Linked DNA regions of Zea mays: regions 2 and 3 are each linked to region 1. Evidence: chromatin contacts called from public Hi-C data. All regions are on one chromosome and are shown on one strand. The core of a region is the stretch at or near the end of the contact, and the rest is flanking DNA. Distances in the headings are between cores, read along the strand shown.

Region 1 (2,623 bases), core at 91-2,590:
CCTTACCACTCCAAGTTTATACGGTGGTCAAGTGGTAAGTGGTAACCACCATCATGCCTGAAGTAAGGACATGGAACTAAAAAACGTAAAGGCTGGCGACAGGTAATAATTTATGGTCCAACACATCACATGGACTTCACACTAGCATGGTCCTGAGGCTCCCAGCAACTTTTGAAAGGGCATAAGTACACAACTATAAAAAGGAATGAAGCAAACATTCATGACAGCTCTGCTCTGATGATCTCTTGCCGTAACTCATCAAAATCCGAGAGAAATGAGGCGAGATTCTTTACCCTCCCTTCGGCGAGGTCTTGTGTGCCGATGTTGACGACAGTGCAGCCGATCGCTTTGGCAGAATTGAGGCAAAGCGTGTGGTTCTCGTTCTTCTCCCAAAGATTAAGGACCCTCTTGGTATTGATGGCTCGCTCATCGATGGTGCCCGGTACAGCCAAGTTGATGAGTTTGCTGGATGGAACAACAGTAAACAAGAAAACCCTGTCAGACTGCATCACAGTTTCGGATCGAAGCACAAAGTACATCCGAAACGTACCATAGGAGCACGCCGTCCTTGGTGATATGGAAGATGTGATCGGTCGCCGGATCGATGGGGAGGGCGCTCTTCAGGGACGGATCATCCGCGAGATAAGCGTTGATGTGGCCAACATAGGACGCCTTCTCGGACTCGCTGATGGTGTGAAGCAGTGTGGTGGTGGCCGCCGTGAGGAAGGCAACAGCAGAGGAGGAGGAGGAGCGCACGATTCCTCCGGCGCGGCCGGAGCAGACGCTTACTGCCTTGAGTCGCAGCTGCATCTCAGCGTAGACGCGGAGGAAGAGCTCGAAGCTCGCGTCCTGGTGCGGCTTCTCGTCAGCACGCGCGACGGCCTTAAGCACGGAGGCCCACTCCTCGTCAGTGAGGCCATGGCAGGGGCCTGGCTCCGGCGCGCTATTCTCCTTCTCGGCGTCCCTGCTCTTGGCCGCACCGCGGACGCCAGAGATGGCGGCGGGGAGGTCCCGCATCCGCAGCCTCCCGTTAGGCGACGCGTCCCGCAGCGCCGCATACTGCCAGACATCAAAACCCGTCAACCCCAACGCATGATAAGTACGGCAGCGCTGGTGGCGATGAGGTGACAGTCGGAGCCCGAGCTCTGACGACGAGGTCATGGAGGCGGAGGAGGAAATACCTGGGCCTGGAGCGCGCGAAGTTCGGCCTGCGTGAAGCGGCGCTGCAGGTAAGGATCTGACACCACGACCAGCCCGTCAAACCCCATCGCGGCGGCGGCCGATTGACGGCCGACGTTAGGTGGGCGGGCAGATCAGGGTGGGCGCGGTGGCGCTTCGGCCTTCCGCTCCTGACAGCATGGAGTGGGAGGGGGGTGGTGTGGTGTAATGTGGGGCAAGGGCAACTCAGAGGAGAGAGACCAGCCGGGTTTGGGCCCCGAGGAGCGTCCGTTCGCTGGTTCAAAATAAAGGAAAGGGGAGAAGAATGATGGTGAGGCAGAAGCAGGGTGAGTTGTAACGGAAAAGCCTGTCTTTCGCGTACCCAGTTGCCGATTCAAGGGTGTATTTGGTTTGGCTTTTGGCTTTGGCTTTTGCCCCCTAAAAGCCAAAAGCCAACCAAAGGGCTGGATCCAGGAAGCAGCTTTTTCTAAAAGCCGACTTTCTCGTAGTGCAAAACTGAAAGCACCCCTGGACCTGCTTTTAGTGGCTTTTGGATGGAACTTTGAAAACATATATCGAAGAACTTTTAACGACTTTTAGTGGTTTCCACCAAACGATTTTTAGCTTTTTAACAGCACACAGCCTACAGCAGCTTTTTCCACAGCTCACAGCCCACAGCAACTTTTTCCACAGCCACAGCCCAACCAAACAGACCCCAAATCTCGTGTGGGTGTGCGGACCGGGAGTTCCGCAGGCCACTGCGCTCTGGGCCGCCCGGTTGGCAATGACCGATCAGCACGAGGGACGGGATTGGCTGGATCGATTGGGAACTTACGGACTGTTGCTGTTAGGTCCCCGGCAAAGGGGCCCGAAAGCGGTTGCTGAGCCTGGTACTGGTACTCCAGCCACAGCTCGCTTGTTTGCGCTTGTTCATCTCCTGCTAATCGGTGGCATGTTTGGTTCGCTTTCAGGCCAGCCTGCCTGCGTGAAAAAGGGCCGCTGTAGAGGCTCTGAAGATGTGACTGATTATAATCTAGAGTGCTTTAAGTATCATGTGAGCTTTTTTTATGGTGTGACCTTTTCTTCACATCTCCACTTAGACAACTAAACAAGCATCTTACACATGCGCAGCCTAGCTCAAAGCGACCAAACAGTAGCTCCCTGCAGGGCCGGCCCAGGGGATAGGCGGCCGCCCAGGCCCCCAAAGGTATAGGGCACCTAAATATGTACTAAATATAACTATATGATATATGTAATATGTTATGAATATTTAGTCATTGGTCTTAGTTAAGACAATGTTCTGTAGTCCTTTCGCTAGTTGTAGCTTGTTGGAAATCTGAGAAATGAATCGATGAGTCTACTGCAGTCACATAGAAAACAAATCGTCGCAGACTTCTAACGCGACGCGGCGACATGAGTGTGTGTTCTGTTGGTCACTTGTTTTTTTTATTACTGAATCATTAAA
Region 2 (2,623 bases), core at 75-2,574, 510 kb after region 1:
TCTAAGTCATCCTCATATAAATCATCGTAGGCATAGCGAGCATACCTAGCGCTCTACTGCAAGAAATGCTCCATGTGTGTAGAAACATTTCATAATATATGTGAGATAGTAGCATATTGTTCTATTTTTTATGTTGCCCGTTAATGATGGCAATGGCAAGTACCCAGCTTCGACACTATATGGTTTATTTGGATATTCATAAAACAATTTATTTCGATATATATATATATATATATATATATATATATATATATATATATATATATATATATATATATATATATATATATATATATATATATATATATATATAATTTGCCTCATCTAGTTATACCTGATAACAGTTTAATTGGCCGAACTACATAGATAACATGATATAACCAAACAGGTGTGTCACACATCATCAAGATTTTATTTTTTGGTGAAAAGAAAAACAATGAAAGACCGGTTCAAAGCAACAACTAAGAGTGCATGGGCAGTTGAGATTTATGTCATATGAGGTTATTTAAAATTTTCCAGCCTATTGAGATAATACCAGCACAATCATAAATAAATATTTACCTAAAAACCAATACCTCCTTCATTACGAAATGGTTGAATAGGAAACTAACCGCTGAACCAGCCCAGTATGTTGTGGAAGACAACATGGAACAATAGTAATTTACCAAAGTGATACAGTAAACATGCAGAGGTGATTACAAAATGGAAGAGGACCCATTAGTCGAGGCAAGAACTGGCGCATAAAATCGATTATAAAAATCAATATGACTCACATACTAGACTGATATAGGGGCGGCGATGGAGGATTGAGCGAGCGCCCGTCCACCGGCCAATCCGGCGGCCACGCCGTCTGCGATGCCTACGCCGCAGCAGATGGTGCATCTCCATCTGCATCTCCCTCTTGATGTCAGGTGGGTCCACCAATAGCGCCATCAATATCTGAGCATGAACGAGAGCACGAGAATAGATATCTGAAGCAAGATGTTGATCCCCACCAGCTGCTCCTCAACCATCCCGATCCCGTGGCAAAGAAAAATGCAGGTAACACAGATCTAGGACCAGAAATGGCAAAGGGACAGCGGCAGGTGTGGCGGATGGCTATACCTCCTCGTTGGCGATCTTGCACTTATAGGGGAGGAAATATTTGATCGTGAGCGACGGGGTGCCATTGGGAGGGGAGATTTGAGCGGCGGCGGCGAGTGCATTGGCAAGGGAGAGCCGAGCGGCGGCGACTGCGTTAGGGATAGGAGGAGAAAAGGGAAAGGCAGAGGTAAGAGTCGTACGGGCCGTCTGTGAGCCTGACTTTAACGTCGTTAGCGTTATTCAGCTAACTTCCGAGAGGGGAGGGGACTTCCATAGGAAGTTATGAACTTTCTAGAGGCACTGCTACAAGCCGTAGGAAGTTTAGTAACTTCCGAGAGACACAACTACATGCTGTAGGAAGATTATTAACTTCCGAGAGTGCCTACGTGGCCGTCGGAAGCTATTAACTTTCTATGGTTTCTTTAAAAAACCGTAGGAAGTTAGTACGCCATAGGAAGTTTTAATTTTTGGTGTAGTGTATGAAGTGAAATGAGGCTTACATGAGATAACTTGTTGATTGTATTAAATGATTGTTACCATGTATGCTTAGAAAGAGAAAACTTAGCTAAAACAATGATATTAGAATTTGAAAAGCTAAAAATGGATTTTACACTCAGCTAGTGCTTTTGGCAAACCAAACCCCTCAGCCAAACAGCTGCATGGTCTAGAGGCAAAGGGGTAGATTCTTCACACCGGGTAAGTCTAGCTGAGTATTAGTATACTCAGCCTTGCTTGTGGCATACTTTTTGTAGGTACACTTCAGGATATGGTTGACGGTGTGACTTGGCCTACCACCCTGCCACCGGGTTGGACGGTCGAGTGGGATGCTGCTCTGGTAGGAGAGGAGCAAGAGGAGTAGTGGGCTAGGCCTTGCCCCATTCCTCACTTTCAATGATATCGATTATCCGCAGCAATTTATTTTGTGCACTTATATCCGCTACTTGAAAAACTCCGATTTATGTAATAACTCCAGTACTTTAATTTGAGTTTTTTCCTGTTTTATTGTATTTCTTCTGTGACTCACCTTCGAGTGAGTTTGTGGTGTTTGATCCTAGTTAAGTGGCTTAATCGGACTAGATCTGAGGGACTGACCGGTTATTCCGATTTATGTGTGTTACGGCCCCTGAGGCGTGACTTGGGCACTTAAACTGGAATAATTCGGGCGGTTCTGCCACAGTTAATTCGTTTTAACTACAAGTTTATCCATTCCAGTTGCATTGGACTCCTATTAATATTGTCTACCAGTTAGTAACTTTATTTTACTATGTAGCATAGTGATAAAAAACCACTCATTTTGTTTTATGTTTAACACCTAAACATTAAGAAAATCATAACTCTTAAATCGTAACTCCGAATTTAGTGGTTCTCGAACCTGGGATCTCGTTATGATGTGTAGGTCATTACTGTGCATTATGTTCTTATGTTTGGTGTGATGTTAATTTTTCCTATGCAATATTTCTTCGTATCGCTGCGAGTAGACGAATAAGTGATTGAGGAGCCCAAAGCTCAGATGGTTGAAGAAATTGAGTAGCAACTCGTT
Region 3 (2,623 bases), core at 62-2,561, 280 kb before region 1:
AAAGATGAAATACTCTCTCAAAGAAAAGAGAACAAGTAACCCAGCTCATTCTTGGGGTCTCGAACTAGTTACCCTCAAAAATTGGCTCGAGCCTCGGGGGTTTGTGGGAGATAGATATACCATGGGTCATTTTCACATGGACACGTTCATGAGCCGCTTGAACAGACCCCTAATAAGTCGTCGCCAAGATGTGATATTGGACCGACCTTCAGGAAAACAGGTGTTATCGGGAGGATGACACGCTCAGCTAGAAGGATTCTGAAGAGCACATCGTAAAAGATGTTATCTATGCGCATATATCGTAGAGGAGCCAACATGATTCCGAATAACGCGCCTTGCGTGCGACCGGATAGCAGATCGCTCGGCCTCAAACTCGGAGGGAAATAACCATCGGAAAAGTCGGTGCGCAATAGTAGCAGAAATAGATAGACACAAATAAGCTTTTACAATCTATAAAGAGATCTCTCCCCAACCAGCTATATAAGCTATGGATATACCCCTACAAAACTCTCTCGATATCCATCTCTTTCACGATCATGCTCACCATTAGATTGATGGGAGATCTCATACATCATCACCCGTGAATCATATGTAATCTGTGTACTCCAAACAAACTCAATACCCCAGCACCAAACAGGACGTAGGGTGTTACACGTTCAGGCGGCTCGAACCTTTATAATCTCCTTGTGTTTTGACGTGCTCCCGCACGTACCATTGAGTCGCGATCAACAACGCCGTCCTCCCAAAAGTATTGCGTGGGTTACCCCGTAGTGCGCAGTCGGGACCTAAACACCGACACAGGTTGTATGCCTGAAGCTGTAGTCTTCGTGTTTGTGTTTTTCATTAGCTTTGGCTGAGACTGACCTTCGACATTACTTCTGCATCATGTGAAACAAGGTAAAAGATAACTGTCGAATTAGTGGTTTGAGGGCCTTCGAGAAAAAGACCTCCAATATGAAGGTCTCATTATCATCTCTATCAAGGACATATGTCTTCAACAATCTAATCCATTCACGCCGCACCGTAGCCAAGACTATAAATGCCGTGTTTAACAGAGCGTGTATATGACCGTGCAAAAACACTATATTTGTAGAAAGAAGTTTAAAATAGTAAGTGAGACAGAAAATTCGAAGAGAGTGTAAGGCTGTCTTCAATGAATAGTATAAAATAAAAAACACGTAATTATATATATATAATTGTTTATAAATATAAGTTTGAAATATGGAATGAAATAGAGGAGAGGATGTGACTGAAGATGTGTTGGAGGTGTGCAAAGGTGTACACCGTACACCCGCTGAGAACCCCGCAGCCAATCAGCGCGTGGCATTTGATCGAGTCCTCCTGACCACAACCCAAGATGCGGCTCCGCACACGTGGGTTTCCAACGCCCAACTGCAGCCGCCTACCAAATGTGCAGCGGCTACGCACTCCCATCCCTGGACTACTCTTGGTGGGTGGAGACTGGAGAGAGCCACAGAAGGCAACTGGAGGTTCGAGGACGGCGCGATAGGCGAGCCGGCGAGTTCGGGTGCTTTTCCTGGGGTCGGAGATGCGACCGTTGGGACCTGGGAAACAGCGCACTTCGAGTTCGGGGGCGGCTCCCGCGACGGCGGCAGCCACCTGAGCAGGATGTTTAATTGGAACGACGAGCAGCAGCAGGTCCCCGTCTACCCATCCCGTCATCGTCTAGAATCTTGCGTTACACTTGCTCACTTGGCTGGATCTGCTCGGTTTCTGTAATTCGTTTCGTCGTTCCGTGCTTCACGTGCTCTAATTCACTAGGTTTTAGTTTGGATGTGGTTGTTCCGGATGGGAATTTTGATATTATCCCATTCCGTTGAGGGAGTTGGAGATGCAAGGGACTGCGGGGGGAAGCGTGCAATTCTTGCTACGTAGGTCGACTGCATCACTGCAGGTTGCAGCAGTGCAAGCATGGCTAGGGAAAAATTCTGCTTGGATTGCCTCTACTTCTGAAGCTTGTAAGATTGTCTAATGTCATGAGCAGTGCTGGAAATATTGGGACTTGTATGTTCTATTGGAAGAAAGCTAAGGGGGTCTTTATAAGTTTCATGGCTCTTAAAATGTTCCCTCCATGGGTTGTTCCCGTTAATGTTTTTATGAACTTAATGGTTCTACTGATAGCAGCTGAAGTGAACAACAAACTGGTTCTATAGTGAATCACAATGATAATTTTTCTTATTTGCCCTACCCATTTTTTCATGCCACTCAGTTGGCAATGTTCTACTCTATTGATTTTAGTATTTCCTCATAAAAGGGTAACATTTTTAAGGAACCATGAATTTAGGTAGGCTCACATGAATTTAAGGACACAACATATTATATTGTGTACTTGGGACCTTCAATAATAGTTGTTAGATATATGCGTCTTGTATATTTCTGTTTGTATAAGGGTGTCTTTGCATTGTTGTACATGTGCATATTGAGCTTAGCCTTTGTTATCAGTACAACCACTATTTGAACATGGTATACAGAGCAAGGTTTCAATGCTACGGTTTACCTCACCGCTGGATGTGGCTCCTCTCGCAATGCTGTTTGGTTGTGGTTTCTCTTGGTCGTGGCTCCTCATGTCATGGCTCTTCACCACCCACCCTCACGCTCACTT

What was found. A called contact is a pair of places that touch in the nucleus more often than the background predicts.
Region 2: a Hi-C map of leaf shows a contact between it and region 1, with 4 times the contacts expected there. The contact joins the promoter of LOC100278030 here to the promoter of LOC100382409 in region 1. A contact is called at or near these places in 2 of 25 Hi-C or Micro-C datasets (ear and leaf).
Region 3: a contact with region 1 is called in a Hi-C map of endosperm, with 3 times the contacts expected there. The contact joins the promoter of LOC103643041 here to the promoter of LOC100382409 in region 1. A contact is called at or near these places in 2 of 25 Hi-C or Micro-C datasets (endosperm and leaf mesophyll).

Annotation. Positions count from the first base shown.
Region 1 is chr3:83,839,361-83,841,983 of Zm-B73-REFERENCE-NAM-5.0, forward strand. LOC100382409 (Fimbrin-2) reads right to left here and starts at 1,341. Exons shown (of 13, transcript NM_001175153.1): 1 at 1,182-1,341; 2 at 551-1,059; 3 at 294-465. The coding sequence starts at 1,268.
Region 2 is chr3:84,349,689-84,352,311 of Zm-B73-REFERENCE-NAM-5.0, forward strand. LOC100278030 reads right to left here and starts at 1,325. Exons shown (of 5, transcript NM_001151441.1): 1 at 1,105-1,325; 2 at 774-939. The coding sequence starts at 933.
Region 3 is chr3:83,560,160-83,562,782 of Zm-B73-REFERENCE-NAM-5.0, forward strand. It overlaps LOC103643041 (protein LNK2), which reads left to right and starts at 1,312. Exons shown (of 10, transcript XM_020550240.2): 1 at 1,312-1,659. The coding sequence starts at 1,630.